Linked DNA regions of Zea mays: region 1 is linked to region 2. Evidence: chromatin contacts called from public Hi-C data. All regions are on one chromosome and are shown on one strand. Each heading gives the region's core, a stretch centred on a gene start, on an enhancer-like site or on the middle of the called end of the contact. The rest is flanking DNA. Distances are from core to core; before and after follow the strand shown.

Region 1 (6,426 bases), core at 2,362-4,861, 170 kb before region 2:
CGGCCAGAGTGAGCGGGTTAACCAATGTGTGGAGATGTACCTACGGTGTGCAGTCCATGCTCAACCTTCTAAATGGAAGAATTGGTTGCCTCTAGCAGAATTTTTGTACAATACCACATACCACACTTCCCTGGCTTGTTCTCCTTTCAAAGTGTTGTACGGTTATGACCCTCCGTTTGCAGCAGCACCTCATATCCCATCTGATGCTATCGTTGATGTGGCACAGTTGTTAACGGAAAGGGCTCAGTTCACCTTGATGTTGCGGGAGCAGCTTGCAGCAGCCCAGAACCGCATGAAGCTGAAGGTAGACCGACTCCGGACCGAACGCCAGTTTCACGTCGGTGACATGGTTTTGCTCAAACTCCAACCGTATACCCAGAACACTGTGGTCAGCCGACCATGTCCTAAACTTGCCTTCAAGTTCTTCGGCCCTTACAAGATATTGGAGCGTGTGGGTGCAGTGGCTTATCGTTTGGAGCTGCCGGCTGGTGCTCAGGCTCATCCGGTGTTCCATGTATCACAGCTGAAACCATATATTCCAGACTACACTCCTGTCTTTGCTACTCTTCCTAATTCCTCAGATCTGAGTGGTCACAATGTCCAGCCTTTGGAGATACTGGATCACAGATTGATCAAAAAAGGGAATCGGGCTGTGCCACAGGTGCTGGTCAGGTGGAGTCATGTTCTAGTGGACGCAACAACATGGGAAGATTACTATGTTCTGCGCCAGCGCTATCCGGATGCTCTTGCTTGGGGCCAAGCAAGCGTTGCAGGGGGGCAGATGTCACGCCAGCGGGTGCCATAGCGCAGAATACAGAGAACAATGGAGTGGAGCGAGAAGATGAAGTTTGAAGTGGAGGTTGCCGTAGGGTGAGCAGGGAATAGTGTGCGCCATTCCGAGCTGTATTGGGTGAGTGCGTGAGTAGCGTTATGGGCTGACCCATGTAAAGGGTGATATATGTTTTTGTCTCAGACTTGAGGAAGGGTTAAGAAATAACAGAGAAGAAAAACTCTACCACAAATTAAAATAGAAGATGAAATAGAGGATATACTGAAGCCTGAAGATAGCTTTAGCATGCAGTCAGGTCTTTGTTATTGGTATATGCATAAAGAACTCGTTTACCAGATATAGCCACTGCGGGATAACCTAATGAATAAGTGTGGACAGTACCTCGCGAAATATACTTGCTATGTTATGCTCCAATAAGTCATTCCTCGACTTCTTGTCCCACTGCTTTTGTCCGCAAGCGGAAGTACGGAACTATTGAGAAGGATCAAGAAAGCAAGGAAGCACCTCTCTTCTACAGCACTGCCACCTTCTCCAGCTAACCACTTCCCCAACCCCCAATCCATATCTAGCATTCTACTGTAGTGGCAACGATGATGGCCGTGTCTCTGCAGCTGCGCCCAATCCCTCGTCTCCCTCCGTCGAGAAATCGCTGCGCAGGCACAAGTCCGCGGATGGCCGCCTTGAGCTGCAGATACAACCAGGTACTGACTGAACTTGGCGGATGCCTGACAGTGTCTCTGCTATGGATCTATTCCCGACTCTCCCGAGCAATCAATCGTATGACGAATTATTTCATCTCTACGACAGCCAAAAAAGAATGAAAGCATAGCAAATCCCCATCCGATTACCACGGGCAACGAACTAGGGATAGGTTGATAGAATGGGGGGGATTGAGTTCATAGATCATTAAGTAGCTAGATCTGCTTTGTATGGCAGGGCAGGCTGCTGCTTTTAGCAGTGATTCGGAAGCGTCCGCTAGATTCAGGCCTGCAGCAGCTTCCGTTTGCCAATGGCAAGCGAGCAGGGGCTGATTTAATTGTCTTTGTTTTATGCTTCTGTTACTTTGCTCGTCTAGCGTCTCCTTGAAAAAAAAAACTAGGAGTAAATTCGCCTCATGAATTGACAGATCCATGTTAGGCATACTGTTGTTGAGAATTTCCTCGTTTACATGACCTGGACCTCCGTGAGTTCCCGTCTTGACATGTAGATTCAGAGTCTGATTCTACTATCCTAGAGTACACAAAACTGAATCTGCATGTGTGTACTTAACGCGAAATCAAATCGACATCAGTCGGAAGAACACATTTCAGTATTGTTCTCTGCTTGTATCAACGCAGCCTACCAATGTGCAAGGGCGAACAAGGCTCACAAGCCACATAACACGCAGAGATGCCCTGTCGTTCATGTCATCCGGCGTGCTGGCCGCATTCGTGCTCGTGGTGGCCAGTCCGGCAGAAGCTAGACCTTCGAGATTGGAGAACAAAAGGAAAGCCCTGGAGAAGCTTGAGAAGCTCCGGGAGAAGGCGTTAGGCCCGAAGGAGAAGAGCGGAGCCACCGGTAACGGTAAGGAGATGCCCCCTCCGGCGAACTTGCTAATCCCTCCTGCCGCCGTGGAGGCTTTCTTGTGAAAGGCAGTCTGCCGATGGACCCTTCCCTTGTGTTAAATGGCGAGGCTAGTCTGAGTTTGTACGTTGTTGGAGTCTTGTATGACTATGCCAACTGGAAAATGAAATGAAAGTGAGCTTGCATGCTTAGCTGAAAGTTTATAGATATGGTATGTGTTTGGATCTCTTGAAAAATCCCTTGAAAAAAGGGATTGCCGACGAAATTCGTCGAGTAGAAGACAACGAGGGGGATGACGTTCAATTGCCATGCACATATTGTAGCGTCAATAATTTAGTTTGGATCTGCAAAATGGGCCAGGACTCGTCAGTGCAACGATCTGCTGAAGACGCCTGGAAGTCTGCAGGCTCTGAAGTTGATCCTCGTATGAGCTTTAGGTCGGTAAAAAAAATCCTCCGATGAAAGGACCTGGGGCAAACTAGACAGCACGCTCCCTCCGTTCTGTCTTATTCGTCGCGGTTTAACTCAAAAATAAACAAAAATAAACTAGAGAGCGACAAATATTTGAACGAGAATGAAGTTAGTAATAGTAATAGAAAGTTATATTCGATCGAGAATGAAGTTAGTAATAGGAAGTTACTCGGATAGACTGAGATGACATACATAGTATTACGTACATTGACGGCGATGCTTACAATCGGAGTACAAATGTACGCAAACTGAAACCACACACATTTGCGACTCTTATTGAGAAAGAAAGGCAGGCGGGTGTAAAAGGATTCACAAATTTGGACTGACGACATCTCAGTACGTTGGCGACACAAACCCGGACATGAAACCGCGACCTGGCTGATCGGTCGGCCGATTAGATCGGGATGGCCCTGGTAACGCGCGGGTACACGACGGTGGCCGGGTGCGCCATGATGCGTCGTCCCTTGCGGTGGCGGAACAGGTACACGGCGGCCCCCAGCGGCCACTCGATGACCCCGGCCACCACGAACGCGACGAACCCCAGCGTCGGCCCGACCACCTTGCACCGGCACGGGTTGCTCCGCGTCCCGCACTGCACGCACACCGGCACGAACGCCATCGCTGCTGTGTCTTTTGTTGCCGGCTGCTGGTGCTGGTCGTGCGCCTTGCTGCTGTGGAGACTGAGAATTCTGATGGATGGATATGGATGGAATGCCGGAGTGAAGCAAAACTACTTGGTCCTGCACGGCTGAGATGAGGCTTGTCACATGTGTCGGTGTCTCGCCCTAGCTGAGCTCTGTGCTGTGGGTTTATAAAACCTCGCGTCGGGGACGCGTGGCGCCACCGAGAGGGGTACGTGGTGGACAACGAGTTTCTTATACTGGGTTCGGCCGAAAGGGCGGCAAGGATTCGCTTGCCACGTACCTTTTTTGTGGATATCACGAATCTAGAGCTGACACGTTCGTTGGTTTGATACCACATGTCATTCGGACTAGATATCTAGTCAGGCGTCAGCTCGATTGGTTCAAGTTAAAACTGGCTCGTTAAACTAACAAACTAGTTTGGCTCGATTTACTAAGCTAACAAATTATAGAGTCAGTTTGATCGACTTGTTTATAAGCTCGAGCTAACTCATTTAGCCCGCGAGTCACAACCAAAATTATATATATATATATATATATATATATATATATATATATATATATATATATATATATATATATATATATATATATATATATATATATATATATATATATATAGGGTAGGTATAATGGAAGCTCTAGGCTTTCAATAGTTAAAGAAAGCCTAGGCTGACTACTCCTACAAACTGGTTCAACCCAAGCGCCCAACCAGGCTGTCGGGTGCACCACCTGCCCCACGTCTGTTAGCGAAAAAAAGGAATGCATGTACGAGTCAAACATGATCCAATGCATGCGCGTAAATTTAGGAAAAAATGTGTAGCGGTTTATATTTTTAAACGCTTTATTTCCTCCATAAATTTAGGATCGCTGCAACAGCCATGCAGCTAGACACGTAAGGACCATTTTATGATATATACTGAGACTAAATATGCTACACTGTGCAGATAATTATGCAATTCGATATACTGCGTAAAAATCTGTTACCAGCTGCATGCGCACGAATCTGTGATGAAAATAATGTGCAATGAAAGGAAATGAATTGCATGCATAGAAAAAATCGTATTTAATGGTTAATTTGCTTCATAAATATAGTATCTCTCGAACAACCATGTAGCTAAACACATTAGAACTAGTTTATGATTTATACTTATACTAATTATACTACACGGTGTAGGTATTTATGCAATTCGGCACACTGCGTAAAAAAATCTAGCATGTTGTTCACTGGTGGACACATCTCCAGGTTGGAGCGTAAAAACCTTAAGTTTTAAGCATAAAATCTCTCAATTATAAGCGTAAATACCTGACCAATGTGAGAGGTTGATAGCTCTGGTAGGTTGTTATTACGATCCTATTTTTATGGCAGATTCGAAAAATATGGCAGCCGCATGAATGCAGTTTATATTTTTATATAGATCCTAAAATTATGGCAAAATGCATGCACGAGTCAAACACGTTGCCTTGCATGCGCGTAAATTTAGGAAAGATATGTGTGGCGGTTTCTATTTTAAATGCTTTATTTCCTCCATAAATTTAGGATCACTGCAACAGACATGCAACTAAAACTCGTAATGACCATTTTATGCTATATACTGATACTAAATATGCTACACTGTGTAGATAATTATGCAATTCGGTATACTGCGTAAAAATCTGCTACCAGCTGCATGCACACGAATTTATGATGGAAAGAATATGCAATGAAAGGAAATGAATTGCATGCATAGAAACAAAAAATCACATTTAATGTTTTATTTCCTTCATAAATATAAGATCCCTCCAACAGCCATGCAGCTAAACGCATTAGAACTAGTTTATGATGTATACTGAAACAAATTATACTACACGGTGTAGGTATTTATGCAATTCCTTACACCGCGTAAAAAATCTGGCATGTTGTTCACTGGTGGACGCATCTCCGTGTGGAGCGTAAAAACATTAAGTTTTAAGCATAAAATTCATCAATTATAAGCGTAAATACCGAGTCAATTAGAGGTTGATAGCTTTAGTAGGTTGTTATTACGATCCTATTTTTATGACAGATCCGAAAAATATGGCAGCCGCATGTATGCTGTTTCTATTTTTATACAGATCCAAAAATTATGGCAAAATCGTGGGAGTTTTCATTGCATGCGCGCAAATTACGAACATCATAAATCAAGGAATTGCCTTTCTAATGTGCATGCAGTAAACTGATATACGAACTCTGTGTTAAAGCATAAAATCATACAGTTTTTAGCGTAAATAATACATGTGGTAGGCATAAAACACAATAAACGAAAAGAAAAATGCGCCGGATCGGAGGATGTCACGCGCGATCATCGCTGCGCGCATCTCGCCCCTTCCGTGACGTCGCTCGCTCGAACATCGCGTCTCATGCGTCGCCGTCGCTACTCGCACGTCGACGGGCGTCGCTTGCTCGCCGGCCTTGGAAGTGCCGCCTCCTCGGGGCTTCGGGGACGCCGCCGCTTGCCCGCACAAGGGCCTCACTGCGGATCGATGAACCTCCGCCACCGCGCGTCGAGGTAATGGAGTTGCGGCCACCGGCCTGGGATCCGCCGCCGCCGCACAAGGGCGCTGCCGCCGCTCGCCCTCTGGATTGAGGGCCGCCACCGCCGGCCTGGGAACCGCCGCCACCGCATGTCGAGGTCGGGGAGCCACGGCCACCGCAGCCACTGGCCGGGGTCCACCGCCGCGCGCGCTATCGGGCAACCGCCGTCGCTAATGAATCGAGATGGGGCGTGAAAAATTGAACCCTAGCCCTCCGGGTCCTGTTTTATAGACGTCCGGATGTGGTCCGGCTCGACCGGATTGCACTGTCTGGCCCGGGCTTCCTTTAGTTATTGGAAGCCCAGTGCTCCTAATATACAATATATATATATATATATATATATATATATATATATATATATATATATATATATAATTTTTTTCTAGTTAATTCTAAAACAATATAAC
Region 2 (6,252 bases), core at 2,795-5,294:
CCAAAATCAATGTACTCGGCTTGCTGGCTAGCATGGGACCAAAATATGCTTAAAATTTTCCCTTCTTTGTCCAGTTGAAAGTCTGAAAAAAACTGTGGATTATCTTTCTTGCATAATGAAAAAAAAGATAACAGCTTTGACACATCATTTGCATTTCTCTCCCTTTGCCATGCTTTTTTCCTGTCAAAAAATGTAATGATTATGCACTATATCTAACTCAACACATTACGATTGTTTATGTAATATAAAATACAATTATTTTCAATGCATAATACACTTACAGGTTACTCATGTCCTGAACGGTTATTGGAACGTTTTCTGGGCCACCATGCATTTCTGTAACAAAATCCATAATGCAATGTGGTGGAATCCTGCTTTCTTGCATCGCACTAAGGAACTCCATATATTCACGATCATGTGTTTTGTTGCATTGCAATTGCCCTTTTTCTGTATCTTTCTTCAAAAATTCATGATTATGCTCATAGTTTACCAGATCAATCCGAACAGAAATAACAGTCTCTTTAGCATCATCGTAGATTTTTTTGAGTTTCATCCCTGCCTTGCACTGTGTTCGTTTCGAACATGTGTTACGTATCCTTGGATTTCCAGCTCCTCTTTCAGCATTCTTTCCTTCCATTGAACAGTTCAACCATTTACAATTCTTCCGCTCCCTATATTTCTTCAACGGAAATCCTACCTCGTATGCATATTGACTATAAAAATTATACGCCTCATCCACGTTACTAAATGTCATACCGACTTTAGGTATCAATCTTATATCAATATTGTCCGGCTGCGCACAGAAATTTAACATTTACAATTCAATAGCGAATAAATTTAACGTAATACGGGAGAACTTACGTGGCTTTGAAGAATATGAGGTGTGTCCTGTTCATGTGGCCCAATATGTCTCATGGGGATGTGCTTCTCTGCGCCGACCACGTCTGCTGTTTTTGTGTGCTCTTCGATATGTCCAGGTGCCCTCAATGCCGCCGGAGGAGTCACAGATACACCCTCTGTGTATGGGGCGATTGCAGACAAAACAGGTTGCATGTCCATTGAAACAGACGTACCTACTGCCTTATGCGCAGATGCTACAGGGAGGATGTCATCGCCAGCGCCGGTGGTGGACATATTCTTCGCCGGCCGGACCTCTCACTTCCGCCGCCGCTAACCGCCGCCAATAATTCAGATGGACGAGCGAACGTGGACGCGGCTGTAAAGTTGTATTAGTTTCCTGCCGTAACTGCGCCTTTATTCTCGCGCACGAAAATCACGTCTTGCCTTATCCCAAAACCTTCCGTGAACGTCTTGCATGGTTTACGCTATCATGTATCACACCGTTATGCAGTCGTAAATGTCTAGCACATGCAGATATTCGTGCGCGCGATTCCTGGCATGCAAAGATTCCATTTATGCATGAGTTACGCACATTTGTACACAAATTTATGCTTGCGTAATTGCATGTCGCGTGTAAGGCGGGATACGTGGTTATCCTTTGCATAAATGGCGCAGGCTGGCGTCCAGTGGGCCTAAAGCGACCCGTTCGGTCTCCCTGGCTGGGGCTTCGCCCACTAATGGAAGCCCAGGGCTTCCATTACCTCTTCCCTATATATATATATATATATATATATATATATATATATATATTAGATGGCATACTCAATAGTAAAAATCTAGATCCACCACTAGGCAGAGCAAAAAAACCCGCACGCAATCGCACCCCACTGGTGCCATTTCAAACCGAAATCCACACTCACATCCGCAAAACTTTGATCAAGATGTGGGTTACCCACGAGTTGAAATAGAAATCCACACTCACACCCGCAAAACTTTGGACCGGATGTAGATTGCATTTATTGGTCAAAATCTTCACCCATACTTGTAGTCCTAGCCACTAGTCGGTTAGGTTTCGCGTTTGCGGGTTATCGGATTAAAATGTCATCCCGCTCTGATAGTTTGCTTTTTTGGAGCTCTGTAGTTTGCTTTTTTGATGGTCGGCGCGTTGCTGCGTGGCATCTGTTGGGCCCATTGACGCCACAACTTCACATGCCATGGAGAACAATGACACTCAAGTACTTCGAGCCCATGGGCTATGGCCCATGACCACAGAGAAAGGTCAAACCACAGAGAAAAGTTTGACCGAGTATGGTGGCTAGCATGAGCGGACATGTAATCGCCAGTCCCCCTCTCGTATTTTGTCAAGGAAGAAGATATATATACTTAATAGTTAATACTTTCACAATATAATACTAAATATAATACTACATCTGTTCTCAAATATTTATCATCTAATGGTTAATTTTTATACTAAAACACAATAAATAAAAAAGAACGGAGTTATTATATTACTTTCTTTTCCTATGAGGTAATATCTTTTTATATATTGCCTGCGAAAATGATTTTTTGATCAAGCATCTTCGTCATCTCCAACTTTGTTGCCGGTTCGCCGGCGGTCAGAGCCCCAGCGGCCGGCTAGTGCTTGGTAGTCCACGTCCCTGAGGCGCAGCAGCAGGTACAAAACAATCCCCGAGATGAACCCCAGCGCGGCGCTCGAGCCCGTGAGCGAGACTCCGGCGCAGATAAGCATGACGAAGGACTCCTCCTTAGTACCCATGTCGCGCGACGCCATGGCAAGCTCGATCCCGGAGAAGAGCAGCATGACGCCCAGTATCCCGATCGGGAACTGGCCGAGGATCGTCACGAACGAGTTTCCGAACACAAGCCCCAGCGCCAGCTTGCCGATGGCCAGGAACACCACGGACGCGCCGCTCCGGCCGCCGAACCGGTACTGCCCCGCCAATCCGCCCGCGCCGTGGCAGCACGGCATGGCGCCGAACCAGCAGCCGACGAAGTTCATGAGGCCGACGCTCACCGACACCCGCGCCGGGGAGAGCTCGGCCCGTTCGGGGAACAGATCCGACGAGAGCTTGCACACCGCGATCACCGAGTTGAGCACGGACAGCGGGAGCTGCGGCACGGCACCTTCCCAGAACCCGATCTTGAAATCGTCCCAGGTGATCCCGACGAGCCGTAGAGGCGACGGCCCGAAGCGAAGGCCCTGCAGAATCGATGGGTCGCGCACGAAGCAGAGCACCAGCCCGAGCGCGAACACGATGAGCGCCGCCGGGACGCGGCTGCAGGAGCGGCGGCGACGGGCCATGCCGTCGCTGGAGACGTCCTCGTCGTCGCCGGAGCCGGTGGCGAGGATGATGAAGAGCAGCGCGGCGAGAGCGAGGACCAGGCCGTCGAGGCCGAGGAGCGGGCGCGCCACGGCGGTGGAGGCAGAGGAGGAGCGCGAGAAGTCCTGGACGTAGCGGACGTACTTGACGGCGGTGAAGGCGAAGGAGAGCCCCTGCGAGAGCTGGACGCCGCGCACGACGGGGAGCGGGAGGAGGCGGTAGATGCACGTCATGAGGCCCGTGGCGCCGAGGAAGAGCAGGACGGCGGCGACCGCGAGCCCCGCGGACATGATCTGCGGGACGGTGAGGTGCGCGGAGGAGAGCGCGACGGCGGCGATCGACTTCATGGGCTGCACCGGCATGGGGATGCCGAAGAGTAGGCCCGTGGCGAAGTTGTAGAGGGCCGTGAAGATGAGCGTGGTGCCGAGGTCCAGGTGGGACGCGAGCGACAGCGCGAGCACGATCGGGATGTAGGTGCCCAGGTCGCCCACGGCGCCGCCCAGCTCGGACCAGACGGACGTCTTCAGGCGGATGCTTGAGGGGAGGAACCCGAGGCGGCGGCCGCTGCCCTCGCCGGGGAGGAGCGGGTCTGCGGCGGCGGACGCCATGGGTCGTTGGCTCGTCGCAGCGACTTCTTTTCTTTGGGATATTTTCCTCTGCACGTCCGTCTCTGACCGGTGGTGGATGCTCGGCTTCCCCACTCCACTTGAGCTCTACTCATCAGATAAAATACTGCGCGGCTTTCTGTTTTGAAAGAATTTAGCACAAAGATGCGATCTTGATGCTGTTTCTTTAATACGATGATAGTGATGGTTGGTCATTTGTTTTGGGAACTGAAAATTGGTTATTTAGATTGTAAACAATGCCAAATGAAGCACTAGCTGCCTCACTCATCCCTCTTCTCTCTGCGCCTGTGGACAGGGCAGTGGGCTGGTAGTACTGGTAGCGGTGCAGCCCGAACTTTGCCGTGACCTTTGGAGCGTCGTTCATTCTACATGGGACTCGTAGACAATTTAGGAGAGAAAAACCGCATGTTTCCTTTCTGCTGTTGGGATGGTGTAGCCGTGTAGGGTCGTGACAAACTTTGTGCTGTTCCTTTCGGGACCATGCTGTACGATTTGATGATTTACGCCATGTGTACCCTGTGGCATCGAGACTGCTTCGTCCGCCGTGCGGGAGGCCGGACTTTCCAAGGGCAATGGATGAAACGTGAACGTGTCAAGCGGCTTTTCAAGCTGCCAAGAGGCGCACGTTAACGTTGCGTCGTCTCTTGGGTGATTGTGTCACGTGTTGAGTGCGTGATACCATGACTTACGTGATAGCATCTCCCACTCATCATTCAATCCTCCACCCACCACCCCCCTCACACACCATCGACTCCTCGTTATTTTACCCATCGCCGTCACGTCCAATGCACCACAATTATCCCCACCCGTCGTCGCCTCCCCTTACCACCGGGCTTCCCCTTGATCGTCACCGCAACAGCACAATAGGAGCATCTTGAAGTTAGAGATGCTCTAGTCGTCGTCGTAGTAGAGCAGCGGCAGCATGTCATGGAGCACGAAGAGGCAGCAGAGGAGCGACCCAACGCTAGAGTCGAAGGTGAGCGCCAGGGCCATAGGTAGGGCAGCGTCTGCGCAATGAGGGTTTTACGTCCCGGCACGACAGCGTGCTAGGCGATATAGAAGCAGGTAGTGGCAAGGGCCGCGGAAGCGGGTCACGGTTGCGAGGAGCACGGGGTAGTCGTGGAAGAGCACGAGTGGGCACATAATATCCTCCCATCTCAGTGGGTCGGTGGGGTGCGTGAAGAGCAGGTGGAGGATGGTGGTTGGGCATGGAGGAGGGATGGGGATGGGGGCCCGTTGGAAGCGGAGCCTACGTCGGGGTCGAAGCGAGGGAGAGAGGGATAAGGTGAATGTCTGCAGGAGAAAGACGGGTAGCGGGTTGAAGATGTGCATTTTTTACTAGTAGGCTCTTAATTTTAAACTATTAGGATTGAGCTTTATTTCTATTTGTTTTTTAATTAAATTAATTAAGTCCTCAAACGAATCATGATCCATTAGCACCATAAGTCCAAAGACTTCAAAGACTGAATAAGGAGAGGATAAATATACAATCACCTCTTAACAAGCATTGTCCTAAATGATATGGATAATGTTATGACACTCCTTTACTTGTTGATACTTAATACCTTGCTACAGTTTCCATCTATAAGTATAGAGTATAAAACACAAAAACATATGTCTTCTATTTGACCATGTGGATGTAAATGTTGGTTTAGAGCAAACAACTATGATTTGAATCTTTATTTGTGCATAATTTTATCTTTTTATCATGACGGTGGTGGAACCGTGAAAACCGGTGTTTATATAGTAGAGAAAATAAATTGAAGTCTTTAATTATTTAGTTTTTTAAATAAATTAATCAATTAACCTAGTACAATAATAAAGAAATAATAATTCCAAATCCCCGCATACATAGATGCTACTATATTTTCTACAAGCTTGATCAACATTAAATAGGTTTTGTTAAAACCATTAAATAAGGTTGACACAAAACTGAAAAAACTTACAATTTAAAGGTATAGAGTGTGATATTGCATTTGTTCAATACGTCAAACTTTCATCTCAATAAGAGCTGCACTTTTCGAGTGAGAGAGTAGATCATGGTTGTATTTACCAAAACAATTCCACAAACACCATTTCACATAATCACATATAATGCTCACTAGGGCGACGTAAAGCCAAATAAAGACATTATTTTTTGCTACATCTTCTGATATTTTTATGAGCATATGATTTATTAGACTGTTCAGTTGAAAAAGTTTGGTTTTACTCGGTTTACCAAAAACCGGCTTATTAAAGGTTTCCAAAAGGGCTAAAAAAATATTTCCCAAAACCTCTTTTTGGGGGGCTTGTTAAAATAATTAACCCCAAAAAATATCAACCCGCATTAGACTGCTAATAGACGTATGTACAACACCGTTATAGACAAGGCACCTCTCTGCGAGCTCGTTGAAGAGCTCGAAGGCCCTGTCCCAGGCGTCGCCGATGCGGCCAGCAGTGACGAG

Evidence for each region. A called contact is a pair of places that touch in the nucleus more often than the background predicts.
Region 1: a Hi-C map of tassel shows a contact between it and region 2, with 2.7 times the contacts expected there. The contact joins the promoter of LOC100279043 here to the promoter of LOC100284487 in region 2. A contact is called at or near these places in 2 of 25 Hi-C or Micro-C datasets (ear and tassel).

Annotation. Positions count from the first base shown.
Region 1 is chr3:220,353,644-220,360,069 of Zm-B73-REFERENCE-NAM-5.0, reverse strand. It overlaps LOC100279043 (Little protein 1), which reads right to left and starts at 3,611. Exons shown (of 1, transcript NM_001331131.1): 1 at 3,004-3,611. The coding sequence starts at 3,443. The coding sequence ends at 3,219. It overlaps LOC100285309 (tat pathway signal sequence family protein), which reads left to right and starts at 1,300. Exons shown (of 2, transcript NM_001158202.2): 1 at 1,300-1,491; 2 at 2,128-2,562. The coding sequence starts at 1,381. The coding sequence ends at 2,418.
Region 2 is chr3:220,179,498-220,185,749 of Zm-B73-REFERENCE-NAM-5.0, reverse strand. It overlaps LOC100284487 (sulfate transporter), which reads right to left and starts at 4,044. Exons shown (of 1, transcript NM_001157382.2): 1 at 2,206-4,044. The coding sequence starts at 3,790. The coding sequence ends at 2,411.